Regions from separate parts of the Mus musculus genome. Here region 1 is linked to region 2. A link is a contact called in public Hi-C data. All regions are on one chromosome and are shown on one strand. Each heading gives the region's core, a stretch centred on a gene start, on an enhancer-like site or on the middle of the called end of the contact. The rest is flanking DNA. Distances are from core to core; before and after follow the strand shown.

What was found. Hi-C and Micro-C count contacts between places; a contact is called where the count stands out from the background.
Region 1: a contact with region 2 is called in a Hi-C map of Th1 cells, with 3 times the contacts expected there. The contact joins two enhancer-like sites. A contact is called at or near these places in 1 of 15 datasets of contacts at CTCF or cohesin (pro-B cells), 3 of 484 Hi-C or Micro-C datasets (the HL-1 cell line, Th1 cells and nephron progenitors) and 9 of 115 datasets of contacts at active chromatin or transcription factors (craniofacial prominence, embryonic basal ganglia, embryonic forebrain and 6 more).

Annotation. Positions count from the first base shown.
Region 1 is chr19:55,057,639-55,063,189 of GRCm38.p6, reverse strand. No RefSeq gene overlaps it. Among named protein-coding and RNA genes, the nearest start is that of Gpam, 39 kb to the left of the region's middle. Within about 2 kb of position 2,064, at least 37 of the 459 cell types and tissues checked have an H3K27ac peak or open chromatin away from gene starts, as enhancers often do. A contact at or near this core is called in Th1 cells, where this site is marked.
Region 2 is chr19:54,111,051-54,116,286 of GRCm38.p6, reverse strand. No RefSeq gene overlaps it. Among named protein-coding and RNA genes, the nearest start is that of Gm41865, 41 kb to the left of the region's middle. Within about 2 kb of position 1,271, at least 116 of the 459 cell types and tissues checked have an H3K27ac peak or open chromatin away from gene starts, as enhancers often do. A contact at or near this core is called in Th1 cells, where this site is marked.

The DNA of each region.
Region 1 (5,551 bases), core at 815-3,314, 950 kb before region 2:
GTGTGTGGTGTGTGGTGTGTGTGTGTGTGTTGTGTGGTGTGTGTGTGTGTGTGTGTGGTGTGTGTGTGTGTGTGTGTGTGTGTGTGGTGTGTGTGTGTGTGTGTGTGTGTGTGTGTGTGTGTGTGGTGTGTGTGTGTGTGTGTGTGTGTGGTGTGTGTGTGTGTGTGTGTGTGTGTGTGTGTGTGTGGTGTGTGTGTGTGTGTGTGTGTGTGTGTGTGTGTGTGTTTGGATTTCAGGACTAGTATGTTAAGTCTCATCTCGGGTGCAGGGCGAGGAAGGAGTAAGGATGGAGATGCACTAGGAAGAAGAAAATTATTATTTCCAAAACATGATGCCCCATGTCAGGACCCAGCCAGGGCAAAAGGGGTGCAGCTGTGGCTGTGTGAGGGGGAACCCTAGCCTCACCGCTGCAGGTGAGAAGAGCCAGTCTCACCATTGGGATCTCGGGGAAGAAAAGATGGCCGCCAAGGGAAGAGCACTGGTGTCTTTCTAATTGTTTTCTTTTGGCACGGAGCCTAAGGTGTCGACAAAAAGTTGGACCCATAGAAATTGGCATTAGAATCTGGAGACACAGCCCATCTACAGTTAGCTTTGCCTTTGATGTCTTTGTTTGCATGATATTGTGCCCAGGTGACCAAAGCGTTGCTACTCAGTCGCGGAACCTGGTTAAGACTTCCTGGGTTCAAGTCCCAGCTCCACACTCAGCAGCCACTGGATCTTGAACCTGTTTTCTGATGCTCCGTCTTCACCTAGCAGGTGACAACACGTTAGCGTGAACACGCCGGATGCACCCCAGCCTGGCTTATGATGGCAGCGTCATAAATGTTAGCTCAGGGTGCTGTCTCCGAAGAGAATACCTGGCAAACTAAGTTTTCTTCTGCCTGCCCACTCCTTCCTCTGCCATCATTTGACAGGCACTGGTTCAACCTCTGCATAAACAGGCTTTGGGATTCCCCCCCCCCCCATCCTGTCTTAAAGGCATACATTAATTTTCATTTTCTTCGATCAGGTGGTCCTGTACCAAAACGCTGGGTGTGGCCATGCCACACATTTTGGATCTGACCACTAGGTGGTGATAGAACTTCATCAGCGGGTTCTAAGCCACGATGTAGGTAATTAAAAAAGGAAAGAAAGGAAAGGAAAGGAAAGGAAAGGAGAGGGGAGGGGAGGGGAGGGGAGGGGAGGGGAGGGGAGGGGAGGGGAGGGGAGGGGAGGGGAGGGGAGGGGAGGGGAGGGGAGGGGAGGGGAGGGAAGGGAAGGGAAGGGAAGGGAAGGGAAGGGAAGGGAAGGGAAGGAGTGGCCGAGGCTGTCCAGACAACTAGGGCGAACATGTTGCTTGTCACATACTACCAGACCCCAGGATGGCCTCAGATGAAGCCGGGACAGCGAAAGACAAGAGACAGGGCTGAGGCATGGAGCGTGGCAGAGGGCTTTGCTCGGGCAGCTGGAAGTCTGCGGGAAGCTGGAGATTCCAGTGGCTACAGGGCACCTGCTGTCTAGGGACCCTTAGGCAGGAATGTCTGCAGGGACTGCAGAAAGTGAGGGGCGGGACCGGTCCATTCCCTGGTGCCCTGGGGATTCCAAAGCCTATCACGGAGCTCAGGGTCTGTCTTATTCCTCACTTTGGTCCACCCACCCTTGTCCTATCGGAAAACGAAGTGCAAATGATTTCTGAAGTCTATGGCGAGGACCTAAGTGCCTCCCAGCCACCCGGAAATACCTCTTTGGTGCCCACTGTATGGGAACTTGACTTTGAGCCCAGGCTCTGCCAGTTGAAACCGAGTTTCTCCAGGTGAGGCTCCCATTTTAAGCTCCTTTATTCATTCACAGAGTGAGTTTTATGTGGGAGCAAACGAGCAAGCTGGGAAGGGTGGATGTCTGATCAGTGGGAAAATGGGGGACTGGTGAGGAAGAACGAGGGAAGGGAATAGGGGCCGGAGACAATGGTCCACAGTTTTATTCTTGCTTGTCCTTTTCTGGGTCCTCTCTATCACACTGAAGGAAGAGGGCACCTGGAACCACCAGGACTATGGCCATTCTGTCCACTAGAGGGCGGAGGCGTTCTTCAGTTTAGCTTGGTGTTGGCGCCGGCTTGGAAAAGTGTGAAGTTTGGGGAGTCTCAGGGTCCAAGGTCTGCAGACTATTTTCTATCATCCCCTTAAATCCCTTAACTCATTTCCTGCTCAAATGTGGCTGTCATTTCCTAGGACATTTTATGCCCAGATCCGGTCTCACCATTGCCAGAGGCAGCTCTGGGGAGGGTGGCTTTTGGCTGGAGCTTGGGGACTTGGGCTGCTGTGGGGAATGATAGGGGAATGATCGATAGTTACCCTCACACCTGAGTTGACTTTCCCAAGAGCCTGCCCCTCCCTATGGCCTTTGTTTGTAGAGCATGAACTCCCTGGACACGATAAGGCATCTTTAGCATGTTATTTATATTTTTTCTTTCAAATTAGATTTTTATTTAGTGTGTGTGTGTGTGTGCGTGCGTGCGTGTGTGTGTGTGTGTGTGTGTGTGTGTGTGTGTGTGTCCAGTGGGGTGGTGGGTAGGCATGGAGGTCAGGGACAGTGGGTCTCAGGGATGAGTCACAGGCTTGGCAGCAAATGGCTTTACCAGCAGAGCTGTGGTGTTGGCCTGTGTTCCTTCTTTAATCCCTCCAGGCCTAGCTTGATCCATCTCTCAGAGCTCAGCACCTCCACTCAGCCCGGGTGTTCCGGAACCAGGCTATGATAGGTAATGATGGCTCTCTCCAGCTTTCTGAGCCCGTTCCTTCTGCTAGGCTATTCTAGGCCAGGAAACTGGACTCAGCTTGGCCTTCAGTTGTCCTCTGCCGAGCTTTTTGGAGGAGTCAGGGACACCAGTGAGGGACAGTTGCAAGCCTGTTCAGAGGCTATTCAGCCACAGCTTTTCTGGCCTTTCCACAGGATCCTAAGGTCCATTCAGGGTCCTTGCAAGCATCGTCAGTGGTAGGTATAGACAGGTGTTATACACTGTAGAGACTGAGGTTGGAGGGGCTCTGGAGGACTGACTTTATATAGGCTGTCCTCTGCTCAGGGCTGTACCATGGTCTTGTGTGAGGCATCAGCTGGCAGACCTGCTTGTCAAAGCCACTGCAGCCAGACTGGATCTTCTTCCTGCAGTAGATGAAACTTCTGTCTACTGTGGTCAGGCACCCTGCTTCCTGCAGCAGCCCTGGGTCCCCAATACCCCTCTCTGGTTTGGTTTGGTAGTAGGTTAGTCTGAAATGTTAACATATTTGCTTTATAATGACACTGGCTGATGCTTTCCACTACAAGAACCTTGGAGATGAAACTTGCCCAGGACCTGAAGTCTTTGTGCAGTGCCACCATGGAACACCAGGAAGTAGGTACCAAGGTTGACATTGCTGGCACCTTTGAAGCTGAGGGCCTTTAGGGACACCCAGGGAGTTGCCTTGGTGGTTCCCACCAGTGCATATCTGCTCTTCCCAGGGAACAGCAACTAAAGCTATGAGGAAAGCCAGCAGCCAGGAGGCGATTTACCAGTATGATTTATATGAGAGGAGAATCAGAGAGGTTAAGATTCTTGCTCCAAGCCACACAGCAAGGAAGCAACAGAGGTAGACTTTTGTCTTATATATTGAAGAATTATGTCTGCAAATGGTACCCAAAGGGCTAGGAGTTTGCCATTCATTTTTCTAGCCAGCCAAACATATTTGCTGGACATAGTGCAGTCTAGAGGCTGGGGAGGGCACTCAAGGGGATGCCCAGGCTATGTGACAAATCCACACAGCTTCAGGTAACCCCACCTCTCAGGAAGTCTATAGCTAGTAGACCATGAATACGGTGACCTTATCAGCTGCTTGTCCTGGGAAGCAGGAAGCACTGTTCCTTGCTTCTGAGACAGTCTTGGAGAGAGTGGGAATGTTTCAGTCTGGAGTCTTCCTGGGCTGAGACTTTTTACTTCTTCCCTTAAAAAAAAAAAAAAAAAAAAAGATCCTGTTCATCATGGGAAGCTCCAAACAGGTATCAGAGTGGTAAGAGCAGTATCTTGTTGCCAGGTTCCTCAGTCCAGTCATGGGCGCCAACTATTGGCAAACCGAGCTCAGTTTCCTCCCAGCTATACCCTGCCTCTCTCCCACCTCTGGACGGTCTCCAAGATAATCTCCCATATCCTATCATTTCACCCATAAATATTTCAAGCTGTGGAGGATGATGGGACTTTTAAAGAAAGAACCAAGTCCCATGATCACTTCTAAAACATGTGCATTAATTCCAGCCAATGTTCAATGTTCAGTTACCTTCTCCCCTTTTAAAGAGTCCGTCCAAGTTAGGATACAGACAAAGATGTGGTTAGTCTTTGACTTTCTCCCGAGCTGTCAGTGCACCCTGTATTTTTGGTAACCTGGTGAGTGTGATCCTTGAGGCTTGAACACATTCTGGTTGGAGGTTTTGGAGTGTGGTATCTGGAAGCACAAATCAAAGGGCAGCCTGCTGAGTAGCATGTGTGTGTGGGTGTGTATGTGTGTGTGTGTGTGTTTGTGTGTGTGTGTGTGTGTTTGCATATATTTGTGTCTGAGAGTGATTCTCCACACCTTTGGTCACTTCCAAAAGCCTTTGCTCTGTGCTCTCTGGCTTCTCTTCTAGGCTTCTTGTCCAAGACAGGCAATCAATAACTCAAAAGTGTCTCCTGAGGTTCCTGGAAAACCTTAGGGCAACAGAAGCTGGTCTCACTCAGGAGGTAGAATTCTACTGTTCTCCCCCAACCCCATAGACAAAACAGCATTCCAACCTTGAATTGTGTATGTGACAGGCAGAGCAAAGGAGGTTAGGCTTAAAAAGAGTCACAAAGACTATGAAGTTTTGAACCAATGAGAAAGTTTGGAATGGAATGCAGAGGTAGGGAAGGACCCAGGGGTATGCACTGGTTAATGCCGATACCAATGTCACTAGATTGAGAGTTACCTGGGGGTTGGGGGGAGGTGCCCTGCTAGGATGTTTCCACAGAGATCTAACTGAGAAAGACGTACACTGAATTTAGATGCCACCATCCTGTGAACTGGGGACCTAAGACTAATAAAAAGAGACAGAAAGAAAGCAAACACACAGGACTAGCATTCATCTCTCTCTTCTTCTTGACTAAAGACAGGATGTGGCTAGCTACCTCACACTCCAGCCTTTCTCCAGTGATGGACCATAGACTGAGCCAGAGCAAATCCTTCCTTCATTAAGGTTTGGTCAAGACACAGACTGAAGAGAGAGAGCGAGAGAGAGAGAGAGAGAGAGAGAGAGAGAGAGAGAGAGAGAGAGATCAGTTACTAACTACTACACAACTACTACATACTACAGCCCAGCTGGTGGGTACCAGAGGGGAAAAATGGTGATCTATATATCATGTCCTATTGACAAGACAGATGGCAACCAGGAGAAGCCACCTGCAGCTGGTTTTGGGGAAAATCTGGCACTAGAGTGCAGATAATTCATCTAGAGAATCACTGAGCTGTGAACTCGCTAAACTGTGTCTGCTGGAGGCCCTGTGCTTGGCTGACGTGGCAGTGTAACAGGCAACTGA
Region 2 (5,236 bases), core at 22-2,521:
TCAACATTAGCATGTCTATCCACAGCATCTTTGTTCAGATCATGCTTAGCCAGTCATGTTGTCTACCTGGTTTTTAAGAGCCGTGCCTGAGTACTGCATTGTGAGAGAGTGCCTAGTTTGTGGACAGCTCTTCCGTGGACAGGTCTGTGGGCCACACAGGTGTTCCTTGCTCGGCAGTCTGTCACTGAGGGCTTGTGTGCACAGCTTTTTTCATAGCTTTGTGTGCCTCTGAGGAGACATTTTCAAGGATAAATTCTAGATTTGAATTGTTAGGTCCTTATAGCCCTCTTTCCTTCCTCTGCTGAACCGTGGCAGTTTCTACACCCAAGAGTCTCCCAGAAATAACTGCTGATTGCCCAAACAGGATTCTGTAAAGAGAAATGGCCCTGACAAGCCTATTCCTGGTTCCTGGTAAGGGAGCTTTTGAGGATGGGTCTCGCTGTTGAACTCAGTCCCTTTTGTAAAAACACAATACAGCAATACTTTCTTCCCACTGGGCTCAGAGGAAGGGTTACATCACATCGGTGTTTGTTCAATTTGCCAAATATTTCCTAAGCATATCCAGAATTAGAAACAATATCAGCAGTAATTTATGAGTTTTTTTATTTTTTTTAAAGTTGATAGTTCCAATGAAATAGCAGAGTCTTTTCTTAGTTTCACCTCACACTGTCTGCTGGGAAGTGCAGCTCTTTTTGGCCTGGGATTGTTGCTCTGTGCAGGTGTCCTGCTGAATACCCTGCAGCAGGGTACAGTCCAGTGCTTGGCACTGCCTGGCAGGCATGATCCCCAGGGTCCGGGGTGCATGCACACACCTCATTGCAAACCAGCATGAATTTGCGTCAAGGGTAATAGCCGTGGCTAGTGTCTTTATGAAGAGTTTGTGTGTATTGCTTTACTTCGTTCTTTTTTAAAGTCACAAACCATAGTAAAGGGAGACAAGAATCATCACTGACTGAAGATCAGAAGAAGGGCGATCCACCCAACAGCTCAGCAGATCCGCAAAAGGCAGATCTGCAACTCTCACTAGGACTGGTGAGTTGATGGCTTAAGACATTCAGACTAAAAGGCACGGCTGTGCTGAGTCACGTGAGCATCGTCCTCTTCCCTTTACCGCTGTGTAGACTCTCCTCTCCCCGGGGTCTATGTCCTCTCATTCTCCAAGTAAACAAAGAAGTTGCTGAAGAAATGAGAGGTGGCTGAGCCTGGTTCAGTGTCAGCCAGGGAGCGAAATGAAAGCTGCCGCTGACACCAGGACACGCCCATCCCAGCAGGACACGCCCATCCCAGCAGGACACACTTATCCACCAGTACGATCCTATCCCGCTAGCACATCTACTATGCACTAGGACACAGTTAATTCTCAGTTTATCTATTGCTGGCCTAATTCAGGGGTGTCAAATTATGAGACAAAGGAGAAGAGAGACTGCGAGCTGAGGCTGGACAAGAGGGAGAGAACAGTAAAGCCTAGACTTGGACGGGAAGCCGGCCCCGTCTCTCCCGCAGGCAAACAGATTTTCTCCCTAGCTTTGTATAAGGAGGGAGAATCAAGCTTCTTATACCGTCCTAAGCAAACAGGTCGGCTATAGTTGACAATTTCTGCCATGGTGTCTTGTCATTTTCCTCTATTAGAGTCACGAAGTTAGGGGTTTGTCCTCTCCGGGGAGCCCACAATGCCCTGCCCTGCCCCTCTTCCCTAAACCTATGTGTTTATGGCCCAGCCTCAACACCTCCCTGGCTAGCTCCTATTGATTTTCTTAGCAGTCTCTCTTAATATTCAATTCCATTTTTCACTGATCTTTGACATCTTTGATCTCCTTCCTCGGGGCTGGCTTCCCTGGTCTCCCGGGACTTCTGAAGCTGTAGACCATTCTCCTGCATTGGCCTTCAAGTGTACCATCCCTTCCACTCCCCAGCTTGCGATGAGCCTAGTTCCACGGCACCTGCGATGACTACCTATGGTCCGGGATTCCTGGACACTAACATCACAAGTAAACAACAGAAGGCATGAGAACAGAATTCAACACCTCGGTGGGCCTGGCACTCCCAGGAGACCTGCAAAGGAGCTGAGGTGGTAATGTTAGTTCTACCATGGATGCTTAGGGGTGGCAAAATTTTAAAACTATCTCTCATGGGGCACTCCTATGTTCTAAGGACTAGTCCCACCTGCAGCCTGTTGTTTAAAAAAAAAAAAAAAAAAAAAAACCCAAGCATTCAATTTTACCAATGAAGACTCAGAAGCTAGATGCTGGGGTGAAAGCCTGCTACCTCCGACAGGAAGAGGAAGCACCCAGCTGACCTTCCTACTCCACCGAGGGTCCCAGAAGGAAAAGGCTCCTCCTGCTTCTTAAATCCCCTTCAACTCAAAGCCCGGCCTTTCCATTTACCTATGTTCACTTCCTGTCAGCTGCTTGCTTGCCCCACCTCTTCACTTAGCGTTGAATTTATTAAGCTCTTGTATTGAAGGTGTATTCTAGGGCTGAACCACACCACTGCAAATTTTTTCCAGTGCAGATCAAATATCCTGCAACAGCAGCCTTCCTTCTTGAGGCCTCTGCTTGAATGACAATGGGGCATCTTCAACTTAGCAAGTGCACAGCCGAAGTGGCCTTTGTCCCTGTCCCCTTCGCTCCAGCTTCAGCATCTCAGGAAACAGCACGGGTGGTGCTCACAGACACGCCCATCATCATGCCTCATTCCCCTTTACTTGAGGTCATTGACACAACTCTACCTTCTCAGGGCTTCTCCCGCCCATTATTCCTCTGCACTTTCACTGCCATTGTCCCTTCAAACCACCATGACCTCAGGGCTAGTCTATTTATTCTTCTAGCCTCCCGAATGGCCTTCCTGATCCAGTTCTTACCCCCCCTCAGATCGGTTTTAACTTTTAGAGTGAGCATAGACGGACACCAGCTGCGGTGCAAACACTCCAGTGGATTCTCACTGCTCTTGAAGTTAAGTTGGCTTACAGAGGCCTGTGCAGTCCATAGTCTCCTTGCTCCCCATTCTGCTCCATCCTCTCCTTCCTCTAATTGCTCTGCCACCCTATCTTTCCCTGCCCTGGAGCCTTTGTCACTGTTGCTCATGAGCATCCCTAAAAGATGTTCTGTACCCACCCAGCTCCACCCAGAGGAGGCCTCCTCATCCTCTAATCTCAGCTCAAACACTACCTACTCAGAGGTGCTTCCTGACCCTCTGCAGTGACTTCTCATGATAGCCCACATTTCCCAGAGAGGATGAATATCAGTGGCACTTAACTTCTGTTTGCTGAATGACTACCACCCTCTGTTTCACTCCCACCTAAAACCACTAGTTGGGGAAGGGCAGAGGCTGCCAGGTATATTCCTACATCCTGAATATGAAATGTAAAAAGAAGTGCCCAAGGTAAATGTTCCGGACATAGTCCTGGATAGGCAGGTGGGGAAACGAACGGGGGAGGAAGAGAGAGGAGTGTAATCTAGGTTTATTTTGAACTTATTCCCCTTTATGCTTTGAACACAGGAAAGAATAAATTCTTTGATGACTTGAAAGGAATCTGTTGCTTTGGGGAAGAAGGGAGGGAGGGAGGGAGGGAGGGAGGGAGGGAGGGAGGGAGGGAGGGAGGGAGTGTGTGTGTGTGTGTGTGTGTGTGTGTGTGTGTAGTGTAGATTCGTTTTCTTTTTCATCCTTACTAAGGGAGAACCAGAAAAACCTAAGCTTAAACTAACAGATTAAAAACCTGGTTAAAATATAAAGACTGTGTAAGGAAAACTCTGTTAACTATGGCAAATTCACAATAGCTGGGATGACCAGGGAACTGAAGGCATTCTCTGGGGTTATTCACTGGCCACAGTGTGCGGATCTCCTTGTAACCCTTTCTTTCCTCTTTCCAGATGTTGTACATGACCCCTGAGGATATCAGAGTTGCAGATTCTTCGGGGCTATCAGTGTAGTCGACTGTAGGATCCACGTTCCTGGTGTGCCGCCACATCTGTCCAGTGAACATGGAGATAGCTGACCCAAAAATCTTTGCCACAGAGTTCTACACTGTAGGACTAGCCTGGCATTTCCTGGGCTCATGGCTCCTGCACTGCTACAACACCTGCCGTTCCTTGTGTTCTCCTGAAATATTAAGCAAAATTTTCCTAATACAGAGTTCCCACCCAAATTATTGTTGCAACCACCCCTTCTAGATCTTTGGTGGTGGAGACTTTTGCCTCTTGCAGTTCAGAGGGTAAGGTTTAGAGAAGTGTCTACAAGACATTTGGCTCAATGTGTGTGAACTGGACAAATAAGCTGAGAAATAACATTATTTGTTTGGTTTTCAAAATCCCCACTTACCTAGGAAAGTAACTTACTGATAGAGCGTTTGTCTAGCATGCATGAAACCCTGGATTCGGTTCCCAGCACCACGTCAGACTTGGTATAATGATACAAGCCTTGTCATCCAAGAACGTGGGTAGCAAGTTCAAGGCCAACCTGGCCTATGTGAGGACCTGATCCAATATTCCCACTACATGTGATCATGACATTAGAAGTGTGGCTTCTTACTTTACTTTTCTGCAGGTGCCTCCAGAAGTAGTGTCCTGAGATGTCCTAGTACAGGGAAAACTGTCTCCAAGACACAGCAGGCTGTGAATCACCTGTGCAGGAATCGTGGACGGTTGTTAAGATGCAAGTATCTGAACAGCATCATAAACCTAGGGAGAAATTAAACTGAATCCACCGGGGGTGGGGGTGGGGTTGCAAAGGATGAACACTCACAGGAAAAGCAAAAGACTGCGAGCTACGAGAGCCTTGTGGACACACTCAGCAGCATGTGTATGATCTGTGAAATGGGAACATTCCATCTGGCTACACAGCTTCTGCTATGACTTTAAAGATATGCAGAAAGCACTTCAGAAAACATGGCAGGGTCCAGCGTATGCTGTTTTATCTTTACTACCACTGGCGGTGCATATAAGATGCCAGCGTGTTGGTTGGTCTGCTGAACACATGCAGGACTAGTGCCTGTCTCTGTGCATGTTCCACTTCAACCCTGAACTGAAGGCCGCCAGCACACGAGCTCAGCTTCAGAAACTTCGAAGAGCATTGCCTCCGTCTCCTCCCAGTTCTTACGCAGGGCAGCAGACATCACATTTTCCTGGCCACTTTGTTCTGCTTGTTAGCAGGGAATATTCCGAAGTAGAAGGAGTGCAGTCCTGGGGCTGGAGGGATGGCTCAAAAGTTAGAAGCCCTGGGTTCGCTTCCAAAGCACCGA